Linked DNA regions of Mus musculus: regions 1, 3, 4, 5 and 6 are each linked to region 2. Evidence: chromatin contacts called from public HiChIP or PLAC-seq data. All regions are on one chromosome and are shown on one strand. Each heading gives the region's core, a stretch centred on a gene start, on an enhancer-like site or on the middle of the called end of the contact. The rest is flanking DNA. Distances are from core to core; before and after follow the strand shown.

Region 1 (3,450 bases), core at 760-3,259, 490 kb before region 2:
CCATGATTCGGATCAAATAGATGGTTGTTAGAAGCCCAGGCACCAAGAGACACAATAGTGATTTTACTCAGACATACACAAAGGCTGAAGTGACATTCCACGGCTCATGCCATGAATAAATCCCACCCAAGATCTGCCTCATCCTCACACAGGTTCTCATACGGTCTGTTTCTGTTACTACTTACATTTGGATCGGATTCATGAACGTGATGATGTCTGGGGCCGTGAGACACAAGTGCACATCTATTGCCAGCATTTAAAAATGATTTGAATGTGGATTTAGAATGGTGTAGTTGCACATTAGTAACTTCTGATAACTAGCAGAAGCTTGGAGCCACTAGCTTGTGGCTTCTTTCTTAATAAGTCTCCTTATGTGGTCAAAACAGCTCATAAGGCCTCAGAGAGTGAAGGCAGGAGGAGATGGTTTACCTGGACTCCATCAAAATGTGGAATGATCAAACAAAACAATGCGGGGCTCAGGTGCCTCTGCAGTACCCAATCCAGGGGAACACTTGCTCGCTTCACAAAATCCCCCCATTAAATGCTGGGCCTTACATTGGCGAGTCTAACTGTTCACTAAACTAAAGGCCCCGCTCACATTTTCCCTTCGAGTACATCATTCTCAGAGCTGATTGCCTACTGTTAAGGCAAGAGAATCCAATAACACAAAATTATTTTAATAATTTCTAAAGGAAGTTTAAGTGATACGCACTCGATCAGGGTCGATGAAAATGGCCCCGGTGTCGAAGGGCAACAGGTTGCTAATAAATACAATAGTTTAGGAAAGTGCCGTTGCCGTCACGGAAAAACTATATTCTGGGGGAAATAATACCACTGTAATTCATTTTTGAAAGCTATTGAGACTTCTTGGATGAAGAATGTAGTTATTAAAGGCAAAAGTACACAATATGTTGTAATGAAATGTTTGTGCTTCACACTTCATTAAATGCTTTGTGGGCCTCTGGGGAAATTCCATCTCACACGCCCAGAAGCAGTGTTTGTACACGGTGTGTCAGTAGAGGGAGTGTGTGGGGCAGTGTTCCAAAGATGAAGTTGCTACAACTTCAACATAGTCCATATTTAAAACACTAAAACAAGCCACGCAGACATGTGCCTAACACAGGCAGATGTCTGCCTTAGGCACTCCACTTCACCCTGGCTTCTATGTTACTGAAATTCATTTTCCCTCTTGACCTAATTTTAAAAATTATAAATCATGGATTCTGCTTGAAGTACAAGGTGATTGAGAAAAGTGGATACTTTAAGCCAGTGAGCTCATCCGAAAATGTTCTCATTCTAACTCTTCCCAACACAGTCAGCTAACAGCATATCTAGGCCTTAGAATTTAGAATTTGGAAGGTTAATGGTTTAGAAGGTACCCACCATCCAATTTACTGTAATTTGAAACTAACAAATATGATTATTAAAGAGAGAAGGCTGGGCTGATTCCATGACAGGCTTCAAATCGGCAGTTAAGGAGACTAGGCCTAAATCTCTGTCTACAAGAACTTGGCAAGTCCAGGCAAATCCAGGCCTCAGAAGCTGCCTGCCACCTGGCCTGAGGCAAGGACAATGGGTCAGCAGCAGTTTCCAGACTTCCTCAGTTACTTCCTCAGCAACAGTTTCCACACCTCCTCAGCAGGTTCCCAGCCCCCACACCCCGGTAATGGAATGTCAGTAGAGGCGGACCCGACAGATTAACATAGAGGTCACCCTCCCGGAACATCCCTAATGTGCTTTAAGTCAGGCCTGCAAGCTCACTTGGGTGTCTCTCTATCTTGGTAGTGGGAGAGCACAGCATGCTGGACTTGTGCAGAGTAAAACACTGTGTTTCATACTATTTGAGCTCAGAGTACCATTCTTCAGTGAATCATGGGCCCTTACAAAAGTACCAAAGAAAATAGAGATATCTGATTCTTAGGAGATGGAAACGCCCACTCAGGAGGAGGGACTTTGAGGAGCTCATTAGTACACATTACTGCATAAGCAATGGGAAGGAACCGCAGCTGCTGGCACCCTCCCCTAGCAACACTCTGCTTTGTCCCCTGTATCTTTCTTTCTTCCCCTGGGCTGGAGAGTAGCTTCCCCATTTGTCTGATGTAAACACGCATATCAATGCAGGGCTTCTAAGGCAAACAAGCAAGGAAATGTAGAAGGGAATCCTAGTCAGAAACAACATCAATAGAAAACTAACGAGTATGGGCCCTGGCTCAGAGCCCTCCAGGTAACGTGTTAATGTCAGGATCTTTTGTAAAACACTATGGGAGATTTCTAATAAAGCATTCCTTTGCCTCAAGAATATTTTTTCTCTCCTCGGGAAGTGTCTTAAGCTTAATGGTTTTCTCTAGGGCTAGAATTTCATTTGGCAGCTTTACTGAGAATTTACTCAACAGGAAAAGTGTGACTTACTCTGAGATTCTCATTGAAAGCCACACCCCTTCAGGGGCTCATCTGGCTAAAGCTTAAGAAATCAAAACACAAACAAACATACAAACAAAAAAAAATCCTCCAGGCTCCTATATAGAATATGATGCTGGTTATATGAAACCCATAAGTTGAGCTTGGATGAACATAGTACTTCAGCATCCCTTTTGGTAATACACTGCTTCCTTAATTGGGTACCCAAAGATGTTCAAAACTACAGCTCTACACAGGACAGAGGATGCGCCAGGTTTCCGAGAGCCTTTCTGCTGCCATAGCGATCTTCCTCGCTCCTTATTTTCCTTCAGACTTCCCTGCTTAAAATTATCAAACCAAGGTGATATCTCCATACTCCTATTATCTACTGCACGTAGTGTAATAGTTACTATGACAAGTTTTTGAGAAGCAAACATTCAATTTTCCCATGCCTTCCGTTATTATTTGGCTCAGGAGCAACGCAAAGGAACCCCGCCGGGCAGCGATCCTGGCTGTGCAACTCGAGAATGCTTTGTTCTGGATTGGACACTGACTCTAGGTCTCACAGCTTTGCCAACTCTGTTGAATTCCGAGTTTTCTCACTTGAAAATGAGGAAAGGAATAAAACAACTTTGCAGGGTTGCTTTAAAACGAGATGAGAGTCTGCCCATGTAAAGCGTGTGTAGCGGGGCTGTCCTATTCACGCACGATCTCATTTTTATCACGCTGCATGCTTTACAGCTCAGCTCTTTCACTCTTCTCTGAGCACCTCCGTTAAGGCTCCGGAAAGTTTTTCACATGCTAACTGCACCCTGGTCTACCTGTGCACTGCTCACCACCACAGCCGGTAGATCAAGGGCAGAGACATTCTGCTGCTTGCCTGAATTCCCTAGTCCACCACAGGGTCTTCCCCAAGCAGATGCTCATAAACAAAATGAAAATAAACTTCAATTAGGTGGATATGTGTTATGTAATCTTTACATAATAAGAACACAAGAACTTTCTTTATGGTTATTCAGGGAAAAAAAGAGTAGTTGTTTGTTTGTTTTGTTT
Region 2 (3,486 bases), core at 404-2,903:
TCGAGCTGTTTCTAATTCTCACTGAGTCCTTAGGTTAACTGGGAGGACATCCCTAGGAGGAATGTGAAATACATACCCACAGCAGCCATCACACTCATGGAGGCTCACACTGGAGGACTTGTCCCAAGGGCAGGAACCATGTCACTCTGTCCCCACCATAGCCATACCGGGCTCAGCACTAGAGTGCAGAAATAGATTTCAGAAATTGTGTAAAAAATTGGCTTCCTATGAGAAGGAATGGAGAAGATGGCTATCAGAAGCAGTAAGAGTGTGGCTGGACACACAGAAACAAGTCCTGTTAGACAGCCTATCCAAAAAGACTGCCATTTGCCAAGAAATAAGTAGTGGTGATAAGCTGTAAAGCAAGAGTTTTCCCTAATTTTCTGAACTTCAACAGTATACCAAGATTTCATTAATGGTTAGGAATTTCCTTAAAACCAACTATTTTAACTTATAGTGTAGACCAAACTAAAGTCCTACAGCCCCTTTAAGGAAATGTGCAAAATGGAGATCACAGGAGAAAGACTGCAGAAGTCAGACTCCAGGCTCTGGTAACTGAGGAATGTGATTTCATCTGTATACTTTGAGACTCTGGTCCATGACATTTTGTCCAGATGGCTAATAGGCAGAAGTCCCCTGGTTGCAGGTGATGGCAAATATTTAAACATCAAGCAGAGTCCAAAGTCAGAGAAAACAGCTCTATTACTTAATAGGTACTATTAATCACTTGACACTTTTCTCATCTGTGAAACAGAAAACTACCCATCGCTACTCGGTACTTTTATGCAGATCAACTCATACAAAATGGGTAGAGAAGTTAGTGTTTGATTTCAGAAAATGACAATATATGCAGTGTTCAGTGTCTAGTCGGGACTCAGATGTTTGCTTGTTCCCTTGATTTAGAAAGAATTTAAGATCCCATGTGTCATTGATCTGTAAAGCTATACAGCTAAAAGCTTTAGGTGTATAGAACAGATGTCAGAATACCAACCTTTTAAATCTTAAATAAGATTTTGTTTTTTTTTTAACTCAAGTTTGAAACGTGAACATTTCATATTGGCGGTTACTTTCAAAAAAGCTATTCTTAGAATGATTCTTCTGCCGGGTCTAGAAATTATGCAGACAAATTCCTCCTTAGGACCCTAAACTCTAGCAACTGACTGAAATCTAACCTATTCTGTCTTATTCCAGCGGGCTTCCCATTCCACCCCTAAAGACAACTGGGAAGCCTTCTGAGAAAAATAAAGCTATTTCAAGTTCCACTCCACAGTGACTGCCCCTCACTATGACTTTTCTTTAGATGGAGTAAAGTCTCAGGAATGTAGCGGGTGTTTCTGAAACGTCCCCAGTTCCTACAACTTTCGGAGCCCTTTTAGGGAACCACTTAGACTAGGTAAATTAGAGATGCCAGAAATCCGCCGCTACTCTCCTTCCTGCCCTTGCCACGCCCTCTCGGTAACCTAGGTTACAGCCACGCCCTCCTCCGTAACTGACCAATCACAATGCTTTGCGTTGCGGGACAAGGTTTAGCTCAGCTTGAAACTCAGAGCAAATCATTTGCTGCAAGCATCTGATCGGAAACGGAAGTGGAATAGTCGGCGGAAGATGAGTTCTGAAGATGAGTACTGTAGAGGTTCCAAAGCCGTGAGTGAGGAAGTTCTGGGCCGGGTCTTCCGGGGGCGGAGACTAGCCTGCCAGAGCTGGACTAGGGAGAGGGCTGGTAGGGTACCAGATGCAGGTCAGACCCCGAGTGCCTAGAATCCCTAGTTTACCCTGATAGTCCTCGGGGTCACGATGCAGCGGAGACTCTGGGTGACCTCCAGGTGAGGCGGAGGCGACGCCGCGGCGGCACTGAGTCCATGCGGGTTGGCCGGCGAGGATGCAGCCTGCACCTGCGAGCATCCCGAGCGGCCACCGCTGCAGCAGCCGCAAACACAGAGCGACCCGAGAACGCGGCGCCAGCGGCTAGTAAATCTTTTCCTATAGGGCGCCAGCGGAGAAGACAACCGAAAAAGCGAACTTGCCAAATTCTTGGTTTGGTTCGATTATTCAGCTACTCAAAGAGAATCTGTTACAGAACATGCCTTGCGCATGTAATCGGAGTAACTGGAGGAGATGGATCCGACCCCTGTTGGTACTTTTTTACGCAACAACCATCCTGGTCGCGGTTCCGATATGCATTTGGAAGTTTCAAAAAATGAAGGTAAGAGGGTCCTGCACCTCTACCCTTTCTTCCGCTGGTTGACAGAGTTCCTTTGTCTGCCTTCTAATGCTTGAGGTCTGAAAAACATTTCGTCTGTGGACATTAAACCAACCTGACTGGTTTTATTTAGCCGCTACAACTGGAGGTAGGTCCGGGTCGAGAAACAAATAGTTAAAGCACCTACTTACAATGGGCGCTTTCCCAATATTCATCAGTCCCAGAAAGAACTTTATTCTTGAAATCAGATCTGCTATGCAGGTACTAGGGCTTGACCAGACCAAATAAACCATCTTAAAAACTATGTTCTGGATTTTATAGGCTTTTAGCCGGTTTTCTGGAACCAAAGGATTCTTGTTAAATTGACTTTGCTAATTAACTTTACGTTTGAAGTTACAAGTTTTCTTTGTTTCTTTCCTTAAAATCTCCTGTAAACCAGGCTGTTCTGGATTTTGCTTTGTAGACTAGGATGATCCTCCTGCATCCAAACTTCCCAGTGCTTGGATTACCGGTGTATCCATCATTCTGTTTACTCAATGCAGGGATTGAACCCAGGGCTTTGTTTATTTGAGGCAAGCACTCTACCATCTGAGCTTCATCCCCAGACCTGAAGTTACTCCTTAACCAAAGCAAAAATTTTACAAACATCCCCTGTGTGTTCCTTTATATTTAAAAAAAAAAAAAGGTGTATTTGTTGGTGTGTTCGTGGGATGGTCCAGTTGTGGAGGTCTGAAGGTGGACAACTTGGAGCAGTTGGCTCTGCTCTCTCATCATAATGAGTGCTGAGGACTGAGCTGAATCTATCAGGGTTGGAGACAGGCACCTACCAGCTGAGACATCTCTCTGGCCCTCTTTGTTGATGTCATGTTGTGACATTAGTAAAGTATTACAAGCTGGATAGCTAACCTATGTCTATAGTATATCTATAAAGTGAAAACTTAGAATTAATAACCAAAAAGTACTTTTATTAAGAAACAGTTATTTTGGAAGAGTTATGGCAGACCAGGTAGATGCATACAACCCACCCCCCTTTGATTATGGAAAATATTTTAATCAGTGTGTCTAAACATATTCATAGGATCTTTTTGTTCACTAAATCTTGTTGGCTTTTCTAATTATAGTTCATATAGGTGTTTAAGGGTATTAAATATGACATTAAATATTTCTCATTTGTTATGTTTTTAGGCAATTTGAGATTTGTCCACCCAAATTTAGGTCTAGCAATCTTAATTTAAATGTAATTTCCTCACTTAGTATTCCTTGGAATACAGTATAGAAAGGGAAAT
Region 3 (3,684 bases), core at 147-2,646, 390 kb before region 2:
TGCCACAGATTCATCAATAATAGTCACTGTTCTTCTCAGTAGCAATAACAACACATCCAATACGTGCAGTTTAAAAAAAATTGATCAGCTGGGCTGGAGAGATGGCTCAGCCGTTAAGAGCACTGACTGCTCTTCCAGAGGTCCTGAGTTCAAATCCCAGCAACCACATGGTGGCTCACAACCATCTGTAATGAGATCTGACACCCTCTTCTGGTGTGTCTGAAGACAGCTACAGTGTACTTACATATAATAATAATAAATAAATCTTTGGGCTGGACAGAGTGGGACTGGAGCAAGCAGAGGCCCTGAGTTCAATTCCCAGTAACCACATGTAGGCTACAGTATACTCATTTACATAAAATAAATAAATAAATCTTAAAAAAATTGTCAGCTACTTCAAGTCTAGTTTCTGGAAATACAGTGTCATTTAGAGTCATGCGATACTTCCAACAGAACGGTAACCCAAAAGAGAACAGAAAGGAAAATTCAAATGGATCCGGACTTTGGCGAGCATCGAGGCCAGCTGAACTGCCAACAGAGCACAGGCTCGCTGAAATGAACCCTTTTACACCTCTAAGCACAAAGTCACAGAACACGGGAAGGCCAGGCATCTCAGGAACCATTCTTAAAGAGAGATGTCAGGTTCCCACAAGCCATCATGGGTCACTTATCTGCGTTTGAGCTTCTTTTTCTACCCAGCAGCTTTGTGGTTTCTAAACCTCAGATGGTAATTGCTCATGGAGAAATACCCAGATTCGTGGCTTGGTCCACAGAAAAGCTGAATGGATGCAATGCCCCCTCCCACCCACCCCCATCTCACCCCCATTTTTCTAAACTTCTTAGCAGTATCACTTTTTGAGTGCAAAGCTGGTGGTGCAGAAAACTGTGCCCCATCTTTAAAACTCTTCCCTTTGGCTACACACAGGTGTGCCTTTCCCCAGCCAGGGCATGTTCCTTTAAGGGGTTACCCACTACCAGAAAAGAAGGAGCCAGCTAATCCATGCAGCATTCAGCTGCTAGGCAAACCTCACAGCTGTCTTGCTTCAAACCTCCTCCCTCACTGCCCACACTGAAAACATGCAAGTTAAAGAGCGGTTTAAATTAGCATTCTTTAAAGCACCCTTTCGTTACCATATGATGCCAGGGAATCTATTACAGAAAGGCATTCCTAGCACCAGGAACGGACTGGAGCAGAAGAAAATGTAACAATGGCATTCCTGTGTGGCTGAGTAAGGCAGGCAGAGGTTTTGTTCAGAGCAGATGTCAGAGACCTGTAAACCCTAGACAAACAGTGATAAAGACGGATCTTAAGAACACAACCCACTCCAACAGACTCTGACACGTAAGAACAACAGTCCAACACATACAGCACAGGACAGCAGCAGTCCGGCACAAACCAAGTGAGCACCAGGGATCTCCTCTGAGAGTGCAGACTGTCATCCATAGAACAGTGCTGAGCACTGTTCTAGGTACTCGGGACACATCTGTAAATGAAGTAGACAGAAGGTCTGCTCATCTGGAGCTCACATTCTGTCAGGAACTCTGACAGAATGCACGCAGGAGGAATTCAGAGCAGATTGGGATACAACCTGTTTTCTTATTTACATGTCAAGGCATTGCTATGCAACAAGATGTGGGATGTCACAGCAACACTCCAAATCTCACTCACACATTCTCTACCACTCTTCTATTTCTCTGTGTGATTATGCATGCATAAATATATGTTAAATTATCAATCTACAGGTTTGACCACTTGACCAATACTTCATTTATCTTTTTGTTTGTGTGGATATAGGACTTATGTAACACTCACCCAGCCTAGAAGAGCCCATGGGCTTTTGTCAGTTCATAAAATGTTATAAAACGTTCCTCCAAGTCTGGTGACACATAGATGCCTCCACCTGGGAGAACCTTCCTGACCCTTAAAATCAAGGTTCTGGCTCCTCAAAAAGCCAAACTGAGAAACGACGCTCATGAAGCTGTACTCCAGTTTGCAGTCCTGGGCTGAAGACAATGGCCATTTAATTGCACACAAGGTCAAGATCTTTTGATTGGCAGGCTGACAGCTCTGTAGAAGTAATTCTTCATATGGAATTCCCTTGAAATCAAAGGCATCATCATGAGGAGATTAAAAAGGAACAGCTGAGTGGACTGCTCATTTCCAGAGATGTCAGATGGTACTTAATGTATCCTGTTATTTCAGGTGAGCATGCAGTAGATGCTTCTGGGATCTGTAATTGTATTCTGTATTCACCTCATGCCGAGTTAGTGACTGTTCTACTCTCCTTCCCAGGAGAAGTACAGGGTTAGGTTCTTGCAAGCCTCTGCTTCCCACACGGTCCTCATCTTATGTATCACCCACACCACAGGGCTTATTAATAAGGCTAGTTGTATCCACACTGAAGAGACTCTTCCATGTACCATTTGGCCCATACAGCCCAGGGTTTTACATTTTCTTTTGTAGTCTCTGATTGTGCAGAGCCTAACTTGCCTATACAACTAAAGTTTTCCACATCAGATCACCCATAGAAATGTGCAAGTCCCAGTTGAGGAGTAGGCTCAGTGGGCTCAGTGGGCAAAGGCGTGTCATATAAGCATGAAAATCTGAGTTCAGATCCCTGCCACTCACAAAAAAGCCTGGGATTGGCCGCAAGAGCCTAGAGCCCCCCCCCCCCCCCCCCCCCGCTGTGGGGAAGCTGAGGCAGGAGGCCCTGGGCCCAAGAAATAATTAAGCATAGGCAAATAGATGGGAGAGCCTGTCTCAAAATGATAAGGGAGAGCCTGTCTCAAAAAGATAAGGGAAGACATGGAGGAAGGAACTAGACTAATCTCAGGCCTCAGCACTTGCACACACATGTGTGCATGCACACATGAACCTATTCACAGAGTCACACTGATACACAGACACACAGTCACACAATCACACAGTCACGCACAAAGACAGACAGACACACACACACAGACAGAGAGGCAGAGAAAGAGAGACAGACAGACAAAGAGGCACAGAGAGAGAAAGACAGAGAGAAAGACAGACAGACAGAGAGAGAGAGAGAGAGAGAGAGAGAGAGAGAGAGAATATGCAAATATGCAAACCAGTACCGGCAGAGAGGGCCTTTCTAGTTTTCTTACTCTGGGTGATAGGATTAAACCCTTTGACTTTTACCTTCACAGCAATGCTGTTCACGTGCTTTCTAAAGTCAGTCCTTATTTCACAAGCTCAGAACTTAGGCTCTCTCCGTCTTCCTCCCATCCCACCATGCACCACAGAGGTTACCTTGCCACTTTCCAAAGTCCATCCTTACCACTAGATGGATGAATGTTCTCCCTTTCTATGTGCACCATATTGTAACTTTACTAACACTGATCTCACAGCCAATAGGTCCATATCTTATGTCTCAGTGAGCTTATCTGACAGGTGTAGTCCCTGCCACATATCACAGCCTTCCTGTGTTTAGGAATACAGTCAGCTCTGCAATGCCAGGCTTAGGACCATGTGACAGGCGAAGTAAACAAGAAAAAGTGCTAAGAGGCAGAGCATAGTGAGCACTGAGTTAGTGCATCCAAGAGGCCAGCTTACAGTCAGGGCTGAGTGTTCACCCGTGCTGGGGATGTGTCTGTCTACTGACTCTACCTCTCAGCCTTGACACATACTCAGAAATGGCTGCCAAACCACCATGTTGACCT
Region 4 (3,163 bases), core at 260-2,759, 410 kb before region 2:
AATAAAAGCAACAAACTCTACTAGTAACAAATGAGGTGCCTCGGAACATATTGTCCTCTGGCAAGGCCTGGATAACAAACAAGGCCAGGGTGGCCAGGACGTCTGTTCAAGGTCAGCTGCGAAAGTACATGTACCCTCACTAACTCTTGTACAAATGCATGCACAGACACCCCAGTATACACACTCATGCACACAGACACCCAAGTACACACAGACACATGATCATACCCGCAAGCACATACAGATACATACATGTACATGCCGACATATGCACACACAGACACATGCGCATATGCATGTTTTAACACAGGTATGCATGCACATATGTGCTTGCACACACAGAGACACTGCCTGTCTTCAGTCTTTTTATTGTTCAGAGCCAAAGTGCTTGAATTTTTTGTAGGTGAATAGATTCTTAACTTTTCTAGCACATTTAACTGCTGACTTCTATTTCTTAATGTCTCCATTTTTTATCTGTCTAATTTTTTTCCCTATTGTTTTTGGATGTACATTAGGACATGTGTCCATGTCATAGACAAACTATGATAAGCATTGCATGATTCCGGTGTTCCCCAGTAACTGTCCCCTAGGATAGAATCTAGCAAAAGAGAGGACAGATGAGTGTAGAATTTCATGATCAAATACAGTTCCTGCTTCAGAGCTCCCAAAATGCACATCAAACCATCACAGACGTTGAAAAGCACTAGGGCAATGGAAGACGCTCTGAGAGGAACTCAGGAGCCTCTAAACAATCCTTCTTTCATTGATGTCCATTCCTCCAGATGTAGATCCCTTCTGAGGACCACACATGGACACTGTGTTTCCCATTTATCTGTAATTATTTTCAAAATGACCATCTTGCATTTTCTTATTTACAACTGATTCCAACATATGACAAACTTCAGAGAAACTTGTGGAATTCAAAGGAACACACAACTGTCACACGAAACACCAGCAGGCAGTCCTGAAGGATGAGACTAGCCTGAGCTGCTTACAAATTCCCTATTTCCTCTGGCTCGAAGATACTGTCCCTCATGCTTGCAGCCACTGAACCTTAATAGGCATTTCTGGGAGACCTAACTTCTCAGACTACGTGCCCAGGACATGTGCACCTAGATCAGTGTCTCCGGCTGTTCACCATGAGGGCAGTCAGTCACCATGCTTCTGTAAAGTCAAATTCTTTCTAATTCATGACAGATTGGGTTTGTCATGTATACTTCAGATCTCCCTCTCCTTTCATGGCAAGCCTGTTTTCCCTGTGGTTGTGGTTTGTTCTCTTAGCAGAGGTAGCTGATAAATCTTCAAGTTCCTAGGTTCTGGTTAACACTCCTTTCGAACGCCTCACCCTGTGCTGTGAGCCCAACTGAAGCCATTAAGCTGTGCTTGTTTTCCTTTCTTTCCTTCCTTCGCATTGCTAAGGGCTTTTACGATAGAATAGTTTAAGTGCCAGGGTCCGGTCAGCCCGAGAGCAGCTTTACAAAGTCTAGGCGTTTTGCCAGAAATCTAAACTTTGTTGAACTATGTTAAAAGGTTAAGCATTTCACAGAGTTTGGTCTCCTCCACCCTCACTGATCTCCCAGCCTCTGCCTTTTCCTTAAATGTCTTTAAAAAAAAAAACCATAAGTGCTGGAGAGAACACATTTGACCCTTACCCTGTAACCATGGTATGGGTAAAAGCCTAAACAAATGTTAATCACACTTCTCTCCCTCACCCAGAGAGAGAGAGAGAGAGAGAGAGAGAGAGAGAGAGAGAGAGAGAGAGAGAGAAAGCTGAGGACACAGACTATGTTTAGTCTGTTTTTAAATGAAATATTAGATGTTTTCCATAAAGTATCAGTTAAAAAGTCTCACTAATTACTTCTCATAACAATTTCTATATTAATGGAAAAGTCTTCCTATAACTGAATATTAATGAATGTGACATCCTCTGTGGTCCAGCAGGATTACAGAATACTGACTCCTGGCCCTTTCATTCTGAAACGTTTCCCATGGTGACTTCCTGCCACACTGGGGACGGTCAATCTTGGGTAGAATGCTTCTCAGCTTTCAAATCCCAGAGTCATCAAGGATATTAAAAAGGAGGAAAGTTTTCAAAACCATTGCTTCTCAGGCGTGGTGCTCAGAAGACCGTTGCTTTTGAAAGATGGCCATTGATGTCAGTAGGATTGTTCGGAAGCTCCCAAGTGCTCCTCAGAGCTCCCCCCACCACGCTGCTACTTTCCAAAGTCTGTGAGGATTTGATGTGCATCGTGGGCGCTCTGAAGAGGGAACAGGTTGTTCACTGGTTTCCAACGATATTTAATCATGAAATTCTACACTCATCTGTCTTCTCTTTGGTATACACATTCCAAGGGGCACTCGCAGGGGGACACAGGCCTTATCCAATGCTCATCACAGTCTGTCACAAAAGCAATACTCTTGCGAGTGTAGGGGCAGTGACCTCTTGACTGTCTTTCGTCTTCTGACTCCATTCTCTTCAAAACATTCAAACTAAACAAAAGCTTCTTATCCTGCTCTATATGCCCACTATTAAACCATCTCCTCCTTTCTTACCTAGTTCCTATCCTTTTCTTTCTTTCCTGGAAAGAACAAAAACCAGCGAGTTTAACTACATTTAGGAGCCACTGGGAGCATGTTTTCCCAACGTGCATACCCAGCAGCCTTTACCTGCCTCTAGCTGTGAAGCTGACTCCTGAAGGTAGCCTTCTCTAAGACTAAATCCCTTTCCCTTGACTCCTCAGCTTTTTTTTTTCTTAATCTTCTTTTGAGATTATCTCCATGACTATCTCTAGATGATATCTTTTCTGTTAACGCCCTGCTTCTGACTCTGTTTAGTGGTCATGAGCAAGGTCATATGTAATTTGCTGGTGTATGCAAGCACCTCTAGTATCCTTACCCATGAGGAATGAAGCATATATACACAAAGGGGCATGTAGGCAAGACCATAGCTGAGCACCAGGTAATTATTTCAGCTTCTAATGGGTTAGGCTTTAGAATATGATATTAGGTGCAACTGGGTACGGTCTAGCAGGGCTTGAACATCCTGAGAGATGTCTGGGGATTGTACCATGAGCCTTGAGAAACTAAACCTAGGAAAACACAGTTACTTACAAATGCACAGAGTAGTTGATTTTTCTTGTGGGGAAATCAATGTCACCAGGCA
Region 5 (3,617 bases), core at 971-3,470, 510 kb before region 2:
TCCTTGGATGTAAGAATATTTATGTGCTCTTATCTAAATGAACAAACAAAACCCTTTTGGCCTGTATCTCGAAGCTTTCACCTGCTCTGGTGGCTCGTGTCTCTCTGAGGTGGTGTCCCTCCAGTCTGCAGTCATATCTGCAAGTAGTGATGTGTTCGTACGATTCGGATTTCAGCCTTTCATGGAACCAGGAGAAGAACATGGCTGGAGCTAAGACCTTACCTGGGGTTAATGAAAACCACCCAATGTATGTTGCAAGGACTGGAGTTTCAAAGCAGGACGTTTTTTAAGAGCTGGATTTCGAGTTTGTCCCTCACTCTGACTGTAGCACATTGTTTAGGCCTGGCTTCTTTCTAAAAAGTAGTTTGTCCCAGGTCAAAAATGTATGTGGCAGGATGTCATAAAGACAAGGAAGGTTTTATGATCAGCCAGTGAACAGAAGATTTTTTTTTTAATTATTGTATCCTTGGGGTTTTAGAGTGAGACATATTTGTGCCTAACTCTAATATAAACAAACCTACTTTGGCTTCTCCTCTTTTCTTAGTGTATTACAGAGGCTTTCTCCTAACTCTTTCATCTTTGTGTTTCTACTCCTACCTTCTAGCTTTAGAATGAAGCTTTTTGTTCACATAGATAACGGACATCTTGAAAATTCTATTTCTTTTACTTTTTAAGTGTGTGTGTGTGTGTGTGTGTGTGTGTGTGTGTGTCCCCAGGTTCCCATGGGGGCCATCAGACAGTGTCAGATCCCCTGGAACTGGAGTAAAAAACAGTTGTGGACCAACTGATGTGGAGGCTAGGAGCTGACACTGAACCTGGGTCTCTCCAAGTGTGGACTCCCTCTTAGCTGGCCAGCTACCTCTCAGGGACAGAGCAGGTTCTTCTCACGTGCTTGCCCCTGGCTGTCACTCTGCCTTTGTCTCAGCTTCCTCTTTAATATGCATGCCCAAGTTTCTTTCCAGGCCACTCCTTTTCTTCCCGACTACCCTTTGCTGACTGCTGGGCTCCTGCTGTCCATCCTAGTAGGCAAGCAAACAGCCATCTTCCACCGCCCATCGCCCATCCACAACCATCTTCCACCGCCCATCGCCCATCCACAGCCATCTCTCACCGCCCATCCACCTGGGGCCCCAGAAGCAGCCAGGCTCTTTCTGGGAATGAGTCCTCTTCCCACTATCCCAGAAAGACATTCTCCATACAGCCTAGAACTTTCTGAGTTACTTTTAAAGCTCCTGGGCCTCTTCTCATCTCCTCTATGAATATTGCTTGAAGCTGGCTCGTGTCTTTGGAGTTGGGGTAGGCAAACGAAGCCTTTGGGTTTTGTCTGCTGGAAGATTGCCACTTCCTTGGGGTGGAGCTCTGTGTTCTTTGGAGAAGCTACAGTGTAGTTGACCCTCTCTGCCAGGTTCACAGGGCTCTTTCTTTCTTTCTTTCTTTCTTTCTTTCTTTCTTTCTTTCTTTCTTTCCCTTTTTCTCCTTCTTCCTTCCTCCCTTCTATATTGTCCCTGTCAGTCAGCAGACCAAGGTTCCTGGCAGCTCTCTGTCAGGGCTTTGATTTTGTCAGCCATGGCCAGGTCCTTTTCCTTACCCAGTCTCTTTTCAGCTTTGTTCAGCTGAGCTCCACTTGTCTACTAATTAGCTCTTTGGAGATTTCCCTTTTAACACTCACTATCACAGAGGACAGGAACCGTTCAAAAGTTTTGTGCCTCATAGAAATTCGGTATTCATCTCTACCCCATACAACCACATTTCTTAAAATTAGAAGTGGCAGGTCAGGCTAATTTAAGGTATAGAAGGAACATTGTGTATAAAGGGACACCTCCCTGTTCTTGATCAGGTATGGAGATGAGTGACAGGAAGGGAAGGGTCACATCACAAAACATGGACGGGCACAAATTAAAAGGAAGCCGCGGCTCTGTCTAACACATTCACATTTTCTTTATCTTCTGGTGTGCAAATATTGTGCTAGCTGAATATAAAAGTAGCACAACTTTAGGGTACAAAAAAAAACCACACTGTAATAACATCAAGAGTGGTCTTACATCAAGGAGGGCCCTGAGGATGTCTTTGTTGTCAACTTCAGAAGAAAAGAGAGGAACAGAGGAGGAAACTGGCAGAAGGAATGGATGCCAAAAGGAACTCAAAGCATCAGGTCTGGGTGAGGTGATCGGTATTCGAAAAGAGTCTGCCTTCTGGCTCTGATCTGAGGGAATAGGCTGGCAGCCAAGCCAGAGGGCAAAGCAGCACAAACACACCTTCCGCACACTGCTAGCGGCTGCCTCGGTGCCTTAGAAACGGTGCTGGCAATTAGAAGCGAGCTACAGAGGAGCCATAAGCAAAACACTCTACTTATGAGAGTCTCTGCGTTTTGCATAAGTCCCGACCGGGCTGCCCCTTCCGCCTGACCAAACCTTCCCTCTGTCCTTGCTTCTCCCTTTCTTTCTGTTTCTTTGGCACGCTCTTCTTTATGTTCCCCAGTATATTTTCTACCCCTAACTTACTTCTTTTGGAAGTTGGGCTTACACCACATTTACACACTGCTAATGCCTGCTAGATGAAAGTAAAAACCTTTGAATATATTAATGCTATAACACAGATGTCTTACTTTTTCCTTTTTTTTTTTTAGGCGAGTTGATGTGGCTAATAACGATGCAGATTGTGCAGGATGGGTGTGCAGATGAAACAGGGGAATACAGATTAAATAAGGATTTCTTCAAAGCTGCACATTTGCTTCATAATTTAACTTCTGGGCTTATCTCAGTGGTAGTAGGTGAGACCGGCATCTCAACATTGTTCTAAAACATCTTGGCATCACAGGAAACAATCTTCCAGCGTGGCTGTCCTTCTTCTGAGCCCAAGAAAACAACAATGGAACACATAAGGGCTCCTGGTGCCTTGTGCAGAGGTCTGAGGCACTGCTAATATCAGGGGCTCTGAGGCAGTGGGTTGAAGGCTCGGCTTAAGAAGTGACCTGCATATATGCTGCACTTTGTTCTTTGGAGCTATGGTCGAGTCACCCACAGACTCTTCTGAATAGAGCATGTGGTATGAGGCAGAGGAGTCGGCATACTCTGGAATCATCCACGGGATGACATCATTATTAAACTCATTTAATCATTGAATAAAGTGGGAACTACAGATACTGGACCCTGTGGCAGCCAATCTGCCTTTTATGTCTGTTTATGCCAGGGATTTTTCTCAGTCCCTGATGGGAGGAGAATGAAGTCCAACCCTGCTCTCTAGGAACTACCGTCCAGTGGGGTGGGGCGTCTGTAAGCAGAGAGTCAGCGATATCACGGCTAGAGGAGGAAGGCAAGGTTCTGTGTCTCTCTGAGAAAGAAGGGCTCTGCTTACCGGGTCACATGCAGTAACGTTACTTGTGGAGTTGGTCTTGAGTGGCTGAGGAGAAGCTTGCCAACTGGATGAATGGCAGACCTCAAGTACTGCGTAAGCATGATGAGGGGGTAGGAGGTTAAGGAATGGCTTGGGAGCAGTTCCTACAAAGCCTCAGATGCCAAGCTGAGATTTTGGAATGCTCCTACAGGCAACCAAAGCCAACCGGAAGCCTATGAAAGGTGAAGAGCGGCCATTACATGTTCTCTTTGGTCTCTATATTA
Region 6 (3,176 bases), core at 247-2,746, 450 kb before region 2:
CGGATTTCTGAGTGTGAGGACAGCCTGGTCTACAAAGTGAGTTCCAGGACAGCCAGGGCTATACAGAGAAACCCTGTCTCGAAAAATAAAAAATAAAAAAAAAATTATATCTGGAGTTTCCTTTAATGAAATACTAATGATTTCAAATCATCTTATTTTCAGCTAATCACTCCATAATTATGGGATAATGGCATACTTAAAAATCATTGGGAACAGAAAATTGAACTTAGTGAGAAGCAAGTCCATACTTTAATTAAAAAAAAAATATGACAAACATATACAGAAAAGAATCTACATTTTGGTCCTAGCAAAAAATAAAGTGTGCCTCCCCCCCCCCATTTTTATAGAAAGAACAGTAATTATATTTATGAAGGGAAACTTAAGTAAGACGTCTAGAGAAAACAATCTTCCAGATTCCGACAATTCTGTGCAGAAACAAAGGTGCGTGTTGGCCACCGAGAGCAGGAGGAAGGAACAGAAAAAGTGACAAGCACTTAAACGCGGAAGACCAGAGCCTCCAGACCCAAGAACGGAGATTACCTACAAGGTAGGAAATGTCCTTACAACATGGCGGCTGGCCCGACGCTCTCAGAGCATATGCATTTATTTACCATGGCCATGCTCATCAGTAATACACAGGCTTCTCCAGTCTCCTGTGCTCTTCTCCTGCCAAGTTTTCTCCCTTAATGGCGCAGCTCCTGCTCCACGCGAGCCGGTAAGCAGACGCACCTTTGCTTTTTTAGCAATCAGGTTTTGAAAAATAAAAATAAAAATAAAAAAATGCCCATCCTCATTCCAAACTTTTGGATAGCTTGTCAAAATAAGGGACACTGGAAGCACACGGCATAACAAACTGTAAACACGGGGGAGAGAGTCCCCAGCGTTCCTTGCGTGGTTCAGTCACACTGCTCATTAAACAAGCCATTTTAATGCTCACTGTCAGGCCGATCTTCCAGGTGCCAGGATTTTCTTTTGAAGCGAGAAGGTACTCTGTGGGCCAGCTTTGCAGAAAGGTAAACATTCGAAAACCAGGACAGGGTTTGTGGTATTTAAAACTCAAGAGTCTTCTAAATTCGGAGGACCTCCCGGCACCCTTCCTGAACATCCCCTCTCCTTTTAAAGTAGTTTTAAATTTTATCTTATTTTAATTTTTCAGTTTGCACAGGCGAAAGGTGCTGCAAAACACATCTCGGGTGTCTTTTAAAAATTAAAACGGGGCTGATTGGCCGTGTCAGTGATCCGGGCTAATCAAAATCGCTGACACCTTTTCAGGAGGGAAGAGGCAAGGTTTAGCTCTCACCAGAGAGTGCTGCCTCATTGGTCCACTTTTTGATCTAAATCTGAATATGTGCCTGCAGATAATTCTCTTGCATTTTTAAAAGCTGAGAAACAAAGAATAAAATGCTGAGAAAACAAACGCTTATTTGGAGACGTCGATTCGGCACGCCTGACCCCAGACCTCTAAACGGAGCCGCAGGTCCCTCTGCTGGCCAGGCTGGGAGGGAGCGCTCCTCTGCGGAGTGGAATGGGCTCCCTCCAAACTAAACCTTCTCAAAAGATTCCGCTGGTTCTTGCCCAGTAGCCAAGGAGCATGGCTGGAATACAAAGGAGTGGGAAACATGGGCTTCAATTACAAAAAGAAAAGCAAGCAGCCGCCGCGACTCACCCTCCCCACTGTGGGTCTGACTCCAAAGCCAACAGCAACACCCTTGAAAGCATGCAGGGTTTTCTTCTCTATTTTCGCCACAGTCTTAAAGATAAGAAGTGGTTTTTATAAACTAGGCCCTAAGAACGTATTCTGGTGTTCTTTTTCCTGTTGAAGGACATGTTTCCTCAGCGTTAATGTAGCATCTCTGTGACCCATTCAAGAAAACGCCCTTCTTCGATTTGCTGTGGTGAGGCCCTGTACAGAAAACCTTGGAAAGAATGGTGTTATTTGGAAATACTCGTTTCACAATAGCTTCGTGATCTATTCTAAGAAAAGTTAGGCATTATTGGATAAAGAAACGCGTGGAGGCAACTGAATTTCAAGGCAAATCATATCGAACACAAGAGATGGGGGAGGGGCAGGGAGAGGCAAGGAAAAGTTGTCTTTCAGAAATTCCAAAACATAACCATAACTTTTTAAGTGACACCTAAATCTACCAGTCCTCATTGTCTTGTGCCACAGGAGATATAAGGCAGGCAGTGTCTTGGGGTACAAGCTCTCTCACTACCTCAATTCCACCCTGAAGGTACTTGTTTGGACATATGGAAGAAAGAATATCTCAATTTAATTTTTACAGTGACTCGAGCTATTTGGCTACTTCTAGGCATGATTCATTTTCTCCCTCTTCCATGTCTACACACACACACACACACACACACACACACACAGAGAGAGAGAGAGAGAGAGAGAGAGAGATACACACACACAGTATATGGAGATTTTAAATTGAGTTTAAGTCCCTGTAGCTTTGGTGATTCCATTGCTGGGGAAATTAAAGGCACTTGAGCCACTTCCAACCTTGTTGAAGTTCAGAAGTGCATGGAGATGCTATTAAAATCCACATTTCTGGTCCACAGCTAACTGAGACTAAATTTCTGAAAAGCCCTTGAAACATTTTATTTCTTTAACAGGGCCCTTTCACTTTGGAAATCACTGCTCCAGATGTTACAGAGGAGTTGGTAAAGTGAACTGAGAGCAAAGATCCCCCAACATCTGGGAAGTTTTCTGTAGTCACACAGCCCAGAGGAGCTGGGCAGCGCCAAGAAAGATACAGATGTCAGCTCGAAGGACGAGGGAAGTGCAGCGCTGTTTAAGGCATCACATAACTAACAAATTGCAGAGCAATAAACAAATATGCTCTATCTCATTTCTACTTTAGAGTGATGTCTTTAAATGACTAATTCTTGTTTTTAAAAATTGATTTTCAAAAAAGAAATCCATCCTAATTGTACTATAAAAGCTGTCACATAAAAGAACAATACTGCCATCTAGTGCCCATTCTGAAATAAGCTTGAATCAGACAGTTCAAGTTGAAGGAGAAATCTCAGGAAATAATATAAGCAAATTTCAGTAAGGACTTCAATTATGGACAGAAAATCGAAAGACTACACCATACAGTTCCAAGACTCCCACAACGCCGCAGCAGATTCTTATCTGACTCTGCAGCAGTGGCCACCTAATAGGAAGG

Evidence for each region. HiChIP or PLAC-seq counts read pairs in DNA pulled down with a chosen protein or histone mark.
Region 1: an H3K4me3 HiChIP or PLAC-seq map of embryonic stem cells shows a contact between it and region 2, with 4 times the contacts expected there. The contact joins the enhancer-like site here to the promoter of Tmem184c in region 2. A contact is called at or near these places in 6 of 39 promoter capture datasets (the 3T3-L1 cell line, embryonic stem cells, neural stem cells and 2 more), 3 of 115 datasets of contacts at active chromatin or transcription factors (embryonic stem cells and stem cell-derived neural progenitor cells) and 1 of 9 other capture datasets (embryonic stem cells).
Region 3: a contact with region 2 is called in an H3K4me3 HiChIP or PLAC-seq map of embryonic basal ganglia, with 5 times the contacts expected there. The contact joins the enhancer-like site here to the promoter of Tmem184c in region 2. A contact is called at or near these places in 22 of 39 promoter capture datasets (the 3T3-L1 cell line, the C10 cell line, the HPC-7 cell line and 11 more), 1 of 15 datasets of contacts at CTCF or cohesin (the NIH/3T3 cell line), 101 of 484 Hi-C or Micro-C datasets (the 3T3-L1 cell line, 3T3-L1-derived adipocytes, the 63-12 cell line and 65 more), 26 of 115 datasets of contacts at active chromatin or transcription factors (the 230-238 cell line, a beta-TC-6 cell line, bone marrow-derived dendritic cells and 16 more) and 2 of 9 other capture datasets (adipose tissue and pancreatic islet).
Region 4: an H3K4me3 HiChIP or PLAC-seq map of stem cell-derived neural progenitor cells shows a contact between it and region 2, with 15 read pairs. The contact joins the enhancer-like site here to the promoter of Tmem184c in region 2. A contact is called at or near these places in 13 of 39 promoter capture datasets (3T3-L1-derived adipocytes, the C10 cell line, the SN4741 cell line and 6 more), 2 of 484 Hi-C or Micro-C datasets (embryonic stem cells and pancreatic beta cells), 13 of 115 datasets of contacts at active chromatin or transcription factors (bone marrow-derived macrophages, cardiomyocytes, craniofacial prominence and 6 more) and 3 of 9 other capture datasets (adipose tissue, embryonic stem cells and pancreatic islet).
Region 5: an H3K4me3 HiChIP or PLAC-seq map of stem cell-derived neural progenitor cells shows a contact between it and region 2, with 12 read pairs. The contact joins the enhancer-like site here to the promoter of Tmem184c in region 2. A contact is called at or near these places in 6 of 39 promoter capture datasets (cranial neural crest, embryonic stem cells, frontonasal cranial neural crest and 3 more), 31 of 484 Hi-C or Micro-C datasets (the HL-1 cell line, cerebral cortex, cranial neural crest and 13 more), 5 of 115 datasets of contacts at active chromatin or transcription factors (embryonic stem cells and stem cell-derived neural progenitor cells) and 1 of 9 other capture datasets (embryonic stem cells).
Region 6: an H3K4me3 HiChIP or PLAC-seq map of craniofacial prominence shows a contact between it and region 2, with 7 times the contacts expected there. The contact joins the enhancer-like site here to the promoter of Tmem184c in region 2. A contact is called at or near these places in 6 of 39 promoter capture datasets (cranial neural crest, embryonic stem cells, hippocampal neurons and 2 more) and 10 of 115 datasets of contacts at active chromatin or transcription factors (craniofacial prominence, embryonic basal ganglia, embryonic hindbrain and 5 more).

The regions. Positions count from the first base shown.
Region 1 is chr8:78,096,845-78,100,294 of GRCm38.p6, reverse strand. No RefSeq gene overlaps it. Among named protein-coding and RNA genes, the nearest start is that of Gm6360, 26 kb to the right of the region's middle. Within about 2 kb of position 2,009, at least 34 of the 459 cell types and tissues checked have an H3K27ac peak or open chromatin away from gene starts, as enhancers often do. A contact at or near this core is called in embryonic stem cells, neural stem cells, stem cell-derived epiblast-like cells and 1 more, where this site is marked.
Region 2 is chr8:77,608,820-77,612,305 of GRCm38.p6, reverse strand. It overlaps Tmem184c (transmembrane protein 184C), which reads left to right and starts at 1,653. Exons shown (of 10, transcript NM_145599.4): 1 at 1,653-2,203. The coding sequence starts at 2,081. Gm39200 (a long non-coding RNA gene) reads right to left here and starts at 225. Exons shown (of 3, transcript XR_878939.2): 1 at 77-225.
Region 3 is chr8:77,999,638-78,003,321 of GRCm38.p6, reverse strand. No RefSeq gene overlaps it. Among named protein-coding and RNA genes, the nearest start is that of Gm29895, 44 kb to the left of the region's middle. Within about 2 kb of position 1,396, at least 39 of the 459 cell types and tissues checked have an H3K27ac peak or open chromatin away from gene starts, as enhancers often do. A contact at or near this core is called in brain, cortical neurons, craniofacial prominence and 8 more, where this site is marked.
Region 4 is chr8:78,022,012-78,025,174 of GRCm38.p6, reverse strand. No RefSeq gene overlaps it. Among named protein-coding and RNA genes, the nearest start is that of Gm29895, 21 kb to the left of the region's middle. Within about 2 kb of position 1,509, at least 33 of the 459 cell types and tissues checked have an H3K27ac peak or open chromatin away from gene starts, as enhancers often do. A contact at or near this core is called in stem cell-derived neural progenitor cells, where this site is marked.
Region 5 is chr8:78,118,499-78,122,115 of GRCm38.p6, reverse strand. No RefSeq gene overlaps it. Among named protein-coding and RNA genes, the nearest start is that of Gm6360, 48 kb to the right of the region's middle. Within about 2 kb of position 2,220, at least 20 of the 459 cell types and tissues checked have an H3K27ac peak or open chromatin away from gene starts, as enhancers often do. A contact at or near this core is called in neural progenitor cells, neural stem cells and stem cell-derived neural progenitor cells, where this site is marked.
Region 6 is chr8:78,062,076-78,065,251 of GRCm38.p6, reverse strand. No RefSeq gene overlaps it. Among named protein-coding and RNA genes, the nearest start is that of Gm6360, 8.8 kb to the left of the region's middle. Within about 2 kb of position 1,496, at least 12 of the 459 cell types and tissues checked have an H3K27ac peak or open chromatin away from gene starts, as enhancers often do.